2 separate regions of the Rattus norvegicus genome follow, and region 1 is linked to region 2. Evidence: chromatin contacts called from public Hi-C data. All regions are on one chromosome and are shown on one strand. Each heading gives the region's core, a stretch centred on a gene start, on an enhancer-like site or on the middle of the called end of the contact. The rest is flanking DNA. Distances are from core to core; before and after follow the strand shown. Region 1 holds the start of Thap6 (THAP domain containing 6). Region 2 has its middle 12 kb from the start of Uso1.

The links. A called contact is a pair of places that touch in the nucleus more often than the background predicts.
Region 1: a Hi-C map of Schwann cells shows a contact between it and region 2, with 5 times the contacts expected there. The contact joins the promoter of Thap6 here to the enhancer-like site in region 2. A contact is called at or near these places in 3 of 12 Hi-C or Micro-C datasets (Schwann cells, liver and mammary epithelial cells).

The regions. Positions count from the first base shown.
Region 1 is chr14:16,395,612-16,399,929 of GRCr8, forward strand. It overlaps Thap6 (THAP domain containing 6), which reads right to left and starts at 2,124. Exons shown (of 5, transcript NM_001107209.2): 1 at 2,059-2,124; 2 at 1,247-1,347. The coding sequence starts at 1,326. Rchy1 (ring finger and CHY zinc finger domain containing 1) reads left to right here and starts at 1,922. Exons shown (of 9, transcript NM_001007618.1): 1 at 1,922-2,403. The coding sequence starts at 2,314.
Region 2 is chr14:16,226,775-16,230,850 of GRCr8, forward strand. It overlaps a transcript of G3bp2 not described here. Among named protein-coding and RNA genes, the nearest start is that of Uso1, 12 kb to the left of the region's middle. Within about 2 kb of position 1,362, at least 51 of the 93 cell types and tissues checked have an H3K27ac peak or open chromatin away from gene starts, as enhancers often do. A contact at or near this core is called in Schwann cells and liver, where this site is marked.

The DNA of each region.
Region 1 (4,318 bases), core at 874-3,373, 170 kb after region 2:
CTTCAAACTGAATATTTCAGAAATCATGATTCCTGGTTATATAACAAATTTAAAAAGTTACATGTCTATGTATCTGTGCGCGCGTGTGTATGTGCATTTGTGTATATGTGCGTGTAGACATGCACATAAGCATTCCGCAGCATAGGTAGTATAGATTAAGGGCAGTTTGTGGGAATTCACTCTCCTTCCATCATGTGATTCCTAGTTACTGAACTTAGGTCATTAGTCTTTGTGACAACTGCCTTTACCAGCTAAGACATTCTGTTGGCCTTATAGCTCAGTTTCAATATCCAGACTTTTCTGCCAACCATTCTTTATACACATGGCCTTTAAATTTTTATCATATCTTATGAATGTTTCAATGGCCATTTAGCATATTTTATCAAGATTTGCAATAAAAGGTTTTTCTTTATCTACAGAAGACCTCTGGCCTTTCCCTTTCTGAGGTGATATCCAGAATTTGTCCTCAATGACTAGGAGGGCCTCTTGTGCTTTTGCTTCTCTGTCAAACCTGAAAATTACTTGTACAGCAACTCATGTATAGCAGGTCTATAAATGCTTTGTGAACGCATGCAGAGAACAGCTCCAGAGTCTAGAGTTCTGGAGCTACTATTCTGACAGATGGGAGGCAGTAATCAGATTTCTCAAACTTTCCAAGCTGGTTCAATATTGTTTTGGGATACAGTAGCACATACACACCTTTTATTTCCATGCCTAGTTAAAGTAACTAGATCTTTCCCTTTTCAGCTTCACAAAAATCCTAAGTATATTTATTAAACCCTATTAGATCCTTCCTATGGATATCACAGGAATGGTCTAACGCTAAATTAGAATTCTCAAACTCTATCCGCAATGCAGTTAAATAATCCTTGGTCTGAATTTGTAGTATATAGTGAACAGCTTTGCCTCATCTATTTCTAAATAGAAGGTATGGATATTTAAACAAAGAACCATCATTTAGATTGTAAATACATATAAACAATAGTGAACTTAATAGAGTTAGAATACAAACATTAGCAAAGGTGACTCTGACAATTTGTGCGTGGTGGTATTTGATTTTTGGTGGTGGTGTTATCTCGTCTTTCATTCCTTGGCACTTAAAACTTGCACATTACAAAGGAACCACTGTCAATTTTAACGAGGTTATTTTAAAGGAACTTGGGAACAAAAACTTGTAACTGCAGACTCGGGTAGAGTAATTTTTAGTAAAAGTTAAAAGTATTCTGCTGAGTACAGCAAGTCTTACACATGAAATGTCAGTCCTTTTAACTTGGAATTTGGCAAACAGCGAGAAGCACATCCAATGGCCGAGCAACATTTCACCATGATTTTAGCAACATAACAAAACTGTAAGAGAATTAAAATGCGTTAGTAACTTTAGGGCTAAGCCAAAGGCATCTCCTCCTAGACAATCGCCTCCCCTCGCCCCCATCCCAACGTCTGGTTTTGCTGATAAAATGTTCTTGGTATTTTTATAAAAGTCTTGGTATTTTGTAAGAGCTGACATCTAGTTATGCACCTTGAGGTCTGAGATTCCAACTTTGTGGGCTTATTTTTCTCATGTTCTTACGGGGTCAGATTTTCTCTCCCACAGGTCTGTGCCCACTAACGCCTGCTGATGTACTGTTTGCCACTAAACTTTCAGCCTGAGCGTCCCCTTCCCCGGGGACACCGCACACGATTGTCCTTCCAGTGTCGCTCCAAGTTGTGATCTCATTTAATGCAGTGGTGTTCTCCCCCTACCCATCTGTGTGCCTGCTTTTTTTCACTTTTCATTCCCATATCTTGGATGGTGACAGGTACCTCTTTTAAAGGAGGCGGAGGGAAAGTAGAACCGACCAACCGCGGGCTCTAGGAGCTGCGCGCGCCGCCGCCGAGCTCCGCCCCTTTTGGAGGCGGCCGCGGGCCGAGCAGAGGGAGGGCCGCTCCTCACAGGCGCTGGCGGCCCAGGGCGGCCTACAGCAGCGCCCGCCCGGCGTCGCAGTGGTCCCCTTCGCCCCGCAATCTGGGCTGGCAGCAATGGGGGGGGGGAAGAAGAGCCAACCTAAGAGTTATTACCGTTAGCAGCGACGACAGCGACTAACGTCGACGACGGAATAAGCGTCTCACTTGGCTTTCGCCCCTTCCTCCAGGAACCGGACATCCGGCTGCTCCAGATCACGTGATCATCCGCCATATTGACTGTAGTGGCCTCTGCTCCGAGGAGGAGGGGTATCAGACCGGCTCTGCTTCTTTAAGGCGTGGCTTCCAAGCTGGGGGAAGGTTCTGTGGATTGTGTGGAGGGAGGTGGAGGAGGAGGAGGAGGAGGAGGAGATGGCGGCGACGGCGCAGGAAGATGGCGTCCGCAGCCCGGCTCCAGGGCCGCGGGGTTGCGAGCACTATGACAGAGCCTGTCTCCTCAAGGTGATGACTTTAAAGGGCACTTACTGATGAGCTGCGGCCCGGGCAGGTTGGGCTAGGAACTTAGTCGTGGGCATAAATTTTAGACTGCTCTGCTTGTCAGGACACCTTCCATCTGGAATTGGGTTCCCCTTGCAGGAAACGTTTTTTGGCAAGGCGTGCATGAGTTCTGTACTCGATCTCAGCTTTTGTACTTTGCAAGCAAAGTTCTTGTTTGTAAAGATCTGGCCCTTGCGTAAAGTCACTTCCCTGGTGGGTTTACTCCTCACTTGCGGTTGACAGTAGAATGAGGACGTGAAAGGCCTGTCCTAAGCAGTTCTGTCAAGTGTGTATGATGCAGCAAGGGGAAAATCAGAATATAATTTCAGGATGTATAGTAAGTTTATAGTATAGCTTGTCAGCTTCATTTTGCTGTCTAGGAATATGCCTAGACCTGTCCAGAAAAAAATATATGTGTGAAATGAGAGTTGTGTAATTGCCATTAAGTTGGGTATCGGAGAAGTGCCTAGTGCATATATGCTATCATCTTTCTTGGCTTGAGACGTTCTAGTCATCTAGAGTTTTTAAAAATGACCCTCACACAGTTAAGACTTATCTGATTTTTTTTTTTTTTAAAAGAAATAGTGTTAATATTTTGTGTTGAGAAAGTCTGAGATTTGAGCTGAGGTTATAACTCAGCCTTAGACTCGAGTTTAAAATGCCGAAGGCTTGGCTTCAGTCTCTAGAAGTTTCCTCCCATTGAGAAGAAACTTTGACTGTTGGAATCTTACAGCTTTCCCCTCATACTTTAGATATGTCCTTAACTTGCTCTGTAATTTTGAGCAAGTTACATTTTAAAGGGCTTGTTTATAAAACACACAATTTTAGAAGGAAGTCTTAGTGGTAAAGGCCTGTACTTCCAGAAGACGCACACGTCCAGCTATTTTTGAAGCTGAGGCAGAAGGAATACCAGCCTGGAGGTGCTATTGCCAATGAGAAAAAAATGGAGCTGGGGCTGGGGGTGTATATGGGTCATTGCTAGAGTACTGGGCTCACCGGAATGAGCCGCCAGATCCAGTCTTCTGTGCCAAAGGTGAACGTCTTTCTTTATAAACAGTGCGATGATTGCAGACTAGAGTGTTGAGGAGGTGTGACCCCAGAAATGACCAGTAGGAAATTAACTGTTACTCACAGTGGTCATCAACATTTTCTTTTTTAACCCTAACAGTCAGCCCTGCTGGTCACTGAGCTTAAAAGTTAGGATTAAGTGATAGGCTTAGATCTGTAAGACAGCTTAAACCTTTTTCTGCAGGCCACGGCTTGGTGAGATTCATTGCATTGGATGAAGTTTTTTCAAACTGGTCAGTTGTCTAATGTATAAGGAGTTAAATATTATTCTTTTGGTTACATTCCTACTGAAATATTTTTAAGGTTTCAAAGGTTTAAAACTGAATTTAACATCTGCTTTTCCCCTCCTACCCCTGCAAAGAAATTGCACAACCAAATTTGTGTTTCACAGCACTTAAAATATTTTTCTCTGAGTGTCAAGCATTGTTTTTCTTTCCCCTCTCCCTTTTGCTTAAATAGGAGAGGCCAGCTGAGGTGTTTTAAGGAGCAAGTCATGTACTAGATCAAGTTTAGCTGTTCACGTAAGAGAAGGAGTGACAATTGGCTTTTGATTTGGCAAGGGGAGGTCACTGTTGATCTTAACATGTGTCAGTGAAAGACCCAGGATAAAGCTTCCTTGGAGGGGATACTGGAAATAGCATAGAGCAGTTTTGGACTTTTATTGCCAAGGAGAGCAAAAATGTGGCTGTTTTGCTGACAGCTGTGTCACAGTGTTTCTGCACACTGGTCATTTTGTAATGCAGCAGGAAAGAGAACCAGTGAGTAGTCACAGTGGGAAGACCCAGCGTACAAGTGAGGCTGATCTTGGCTG
Region 2 (4,076 bases), core at 112-2,611:
CCAGGCCTGGGGTTTCCTCCTGTGGATCAGGAAGTAGCTCCCAGCTACCGTTCTAGTGCGTGCCTCGTGCCACCATTCCTTTCCATGATGGCGACTGAACCTCCGAACTGTAAGCCAGCCCCAATTAAACGTTTTGTTTTCTAAGAGTTGACTTGGCCATGGCGTCTCTTCACAACAATAGAACACTGACTAAGCCAAGAGATAAAGAGGTAGAAAAGCCCCAACTTGCCTTCCTCTCCTTCTCTCTACCTACTAAACGTGTCTCTCCAAAACAGAGCCACGAGGTCTGTGAGACCCAAAGTGACCCAGAGCCAAGCCCCAGAAAATCTACCAAGTATTTGTCTCTACCATAAAATACCTGAGATGCAGGCTGCCCAGACCAAAGGGGAGAACTGTCCCTTTAGCCCAACATGAGCATGGTGGCACTGACACACATACACCTTACATGTACAGCTAAGAAACAAATAGCCGGTGTGAGACCACACACCCTCAATCCCAGGGCTCCGAGGGCAGGGGCATGAGGATCAGTTTGTTGTGGGCCAGCCAGACCTGAGTAAGGTCCCATCTCAAACAACAAAACCTCTGAGGTCTCCTTAGGATATGGGAACCACTCTCCTTCCTGAAAGGCTGCTAACTAGGTCTGGGCCTAAAATCTGGGCCAGAGCAAAATGATGGTTTCAGCATTAATTTGATGGTACGGTCGAAGTCAGGAACTTAAAGAAACGTTCAGGATCCACACCATTTTAATCAAAGCCAAGCAGTGACACATTGATGAACACATTTCATCTGAGCCTGTATTAGCCCTTAACCACTGAGTCATCGCCCACAGCCCCTGGCTAAGCATCATGGGGTTGGGGGATTGGGGAAACAAAGTCATTTTCTCAAGACCACAGTTTCAAAGCGGCGGGATTGCAATGAAAACTGAACTCTGTCCAGATTTAAAAAGAAAATGTGCCTAGAGGCCTGGCCTCAGTGTGTGAGGCAGCAATAGGGAATCCAAGCAGTCTCAGATGGGAACATGGTGAGGACCCGCAGGAGGGCCTGAGGCACAGATAGATCTGGGCCGCACTCAGTGCCTTCCTGCAGCTTCCCTTCCGCAGGCTAGAGCTCTGAGAAGCTCAGCCCATGCTCGCTCGGCCCTGGCTGGAGCTCCCTCACACAGCAGTTTGGGTTTTCTTTTGGCAGCTGGGAAGAAGGGTCCTTCCTATGCGGCAGCCTTGCCCTCCACCTCCGGGTGAACCATTTGGCTCTTAGAACTCGTTACATGGTATCCTTACCCTCCCCCGAGGTGGAGGTAGACAGTCGGAGAAGCTGACTGGAACAGGGTCAGAGGGCTTCTAGGCGGGACTGGGAGGGGAGAAAGTGCCGGGTGTGAGATCCAAGAAACGAGTGAAATTGCTGACTCACTTCTGCAGCCTTATTAAGCATCACCCACATAAACACAGTGACCCCCCCCCCCGCCCACGCTTAAAAATAGCTCACTGTACCAGCACACAAAAAGACAGATGTGCTTGGTTTCTTGAATTATTGATTCAGCCAACACTGAACTGGCGCTCTTGTGCAATCCCCCCCCCTCTCTCTTTCTCTCTCTCTCTCTCTTTCTCTCTCTCTCTCTCTCTCTCTCTCTCTCTCTCTCTCTCTCGCGCGCGCCGCAACCACCAACAAGAAGCCCTGCAAGTCTCTTTCATGTACTTACTTGAGTCAACTAGGAAGTTTTTCTCTTTCATGTAGTGCTTACTTGAGTCAACTAGGAAGTGTTTTTCCTGTTACACAGGGTGAGGCCTGCCTTTGGCATGGAATAAAGCAGAAAAGGTACATTTTCTTTGCAAATCTAGATGGTTTCTCTTAAAATCCTGCCGCATTAGAACTGGTCTTGAGAAAACCATCCCTCCCCACCCCCACCCGCCATGATGCTTAGCCAGGGACTCCGAAGGTGGCCCAAAGGTTAAGTGAGCTTGCTGCTTCTCTTGCAGAGAACCCAGGCTCAGTTCCCAGCATGCACACAGAAGGTCACAACTCCAGTTCTGGGGATCTGACACGTGATCTTACAACCACCTTAGGGGCAGCCTATCCATGGTTTGAAAACATACATGTAGGCCAATCACTCATGCAAATAAAATACAAGTAAGTAAATCTTTTTCTTGTTTTTAATTAAAAAGATAGAAACCAGGGGCTGGAGGGATGGCTCAGTGGTTAAGAGCACTGACTTCTCTTCCAGACGTCCTAAGTTCAAATCCCAGCAACCACATGGTGGCTCACAACCATCTGTAATGAGATCTGATGCCCTCTTCTGGTGTGTCTGAAGACAGCTACAGTGTACTTATATATAATAAAGAAATAAATCTTTAAAAAAAGATAGAAACCAGGGCCTACACATGCTGACAGTCATAACCACTGAGCTACACCTGTAGGACAGATTACTTAACTTTGCTACATCTTTTGTGTGTATTGTAACAGAACAGGGAAGAGTGTCTCAGATAAGATACCTGGAAGTAGGCAGGGTGACTCCCTAGGGTATCCTGTGGGCTCCAAGTTTTGTCTGCCTGGCAGGACGCCCGCCTGGCTCGCTTTGCGACTCTTGCCGGCTCTTCTCTCTCCTGCATTGCAACCTTATTCTGGGCAGGAGAAAGGATAAGGATGAGGACCCCAGAGAGCCTACCCACGGAGCCCCCCCATTCTTTCACCCTTTTAACCTTTTATTAATGAGCTAATTTCAGAACCAGAGAGAGGCTGCAAAAGCTATATAAAGAATTCCTCAATGCCCTTCACCCAGATCCTTCCAACAGAAGCATTCCTAGTTGCTTCACTCTCTGCAAATGCATACATCTCCCCAACCATCCCTGAGGAATGATTGGCACGCCCTCAAGGACTTCATCATCCGCGTCATAAAGATGAAACTGTTTTCTTAAAGAACACAGCGCTGTGTTGATTAAAACCAAGAAATTATATATGATGCCTTGCTGTTCTCTCTCTCTCTCTCTCTCTCTCTCTCTCTCTCTCTCTCTCTTTAAATAAGGTTTTTCAAGACAGGGTTCTCTGTGTAACCCTGGCTGTCTTGGAACTAACTTGCTCTGTAGACCAGGCTGGCTGAAACTCACAGAGATTCTCCTGCTTCTGCCTCCCTAGTGCTGGGATTAAAAGCATGCACCACCAGCACCTAGCTGCTAGCTATTGTCTACATATCTTTACATTGTTATTTTTATTTTTTATTTTTTTTTACCAGTAGTCCCGCTAATTCCCTTTCTAAGGGGGATTTTTGCTGCTGTTGGTATTCTGGGCTTGGATTAAATGTTTCATTTATATGTTCTGTATCTTTAGTTGTCAATTTCTTTGTTTTCAAGAAAAGAATTTGGGTGGGGGGCAGGGCTAAAGAAATGGCTCATGGGTCTAGAGCTTTTGCTGTTCTTGTGGATGACCTGGGTTTGGTTCCCAGCACCCATGTGGCAGCCCATAACCGCGTACCAACTCCAGCTCCAGAGAATCCTGTGCTTCCTTCTGGCTCTATGGGCACCAGGCACACATATGGCATACATACATGTATGCAGGCAAAACACTCATACATAAAGTAAAACAAGATAAAAAAGAATAATTCCTTGGCTGGTGAGATGGCTCAGTGGTTAAAATACACTCACTGGTCCTGAGGACCAGAGTTCAGTTCCCAGCACCTCCCTAAAGTGATTTACAAACAACACCTCCAGCTCTGGAGGACCCTATGCCTGTCTCTGGCTTCCTCAGGCACTGCACACACACACACACACACACATACACACACATACACACACACATACACACACACATACACACACATACACACACATACACACATACATACACACATACACACACATACAGACACACATACACACACATACACATACACACACACATACACACATACATACACACACATACACACACATACAGACACATACACACATACATACACACACATACACACACATACACACACATACACACACACATACACACACATACACACACATACACACACATACACACATACATACACACATACACACACATACAGACACACATACACACACATACACATACAC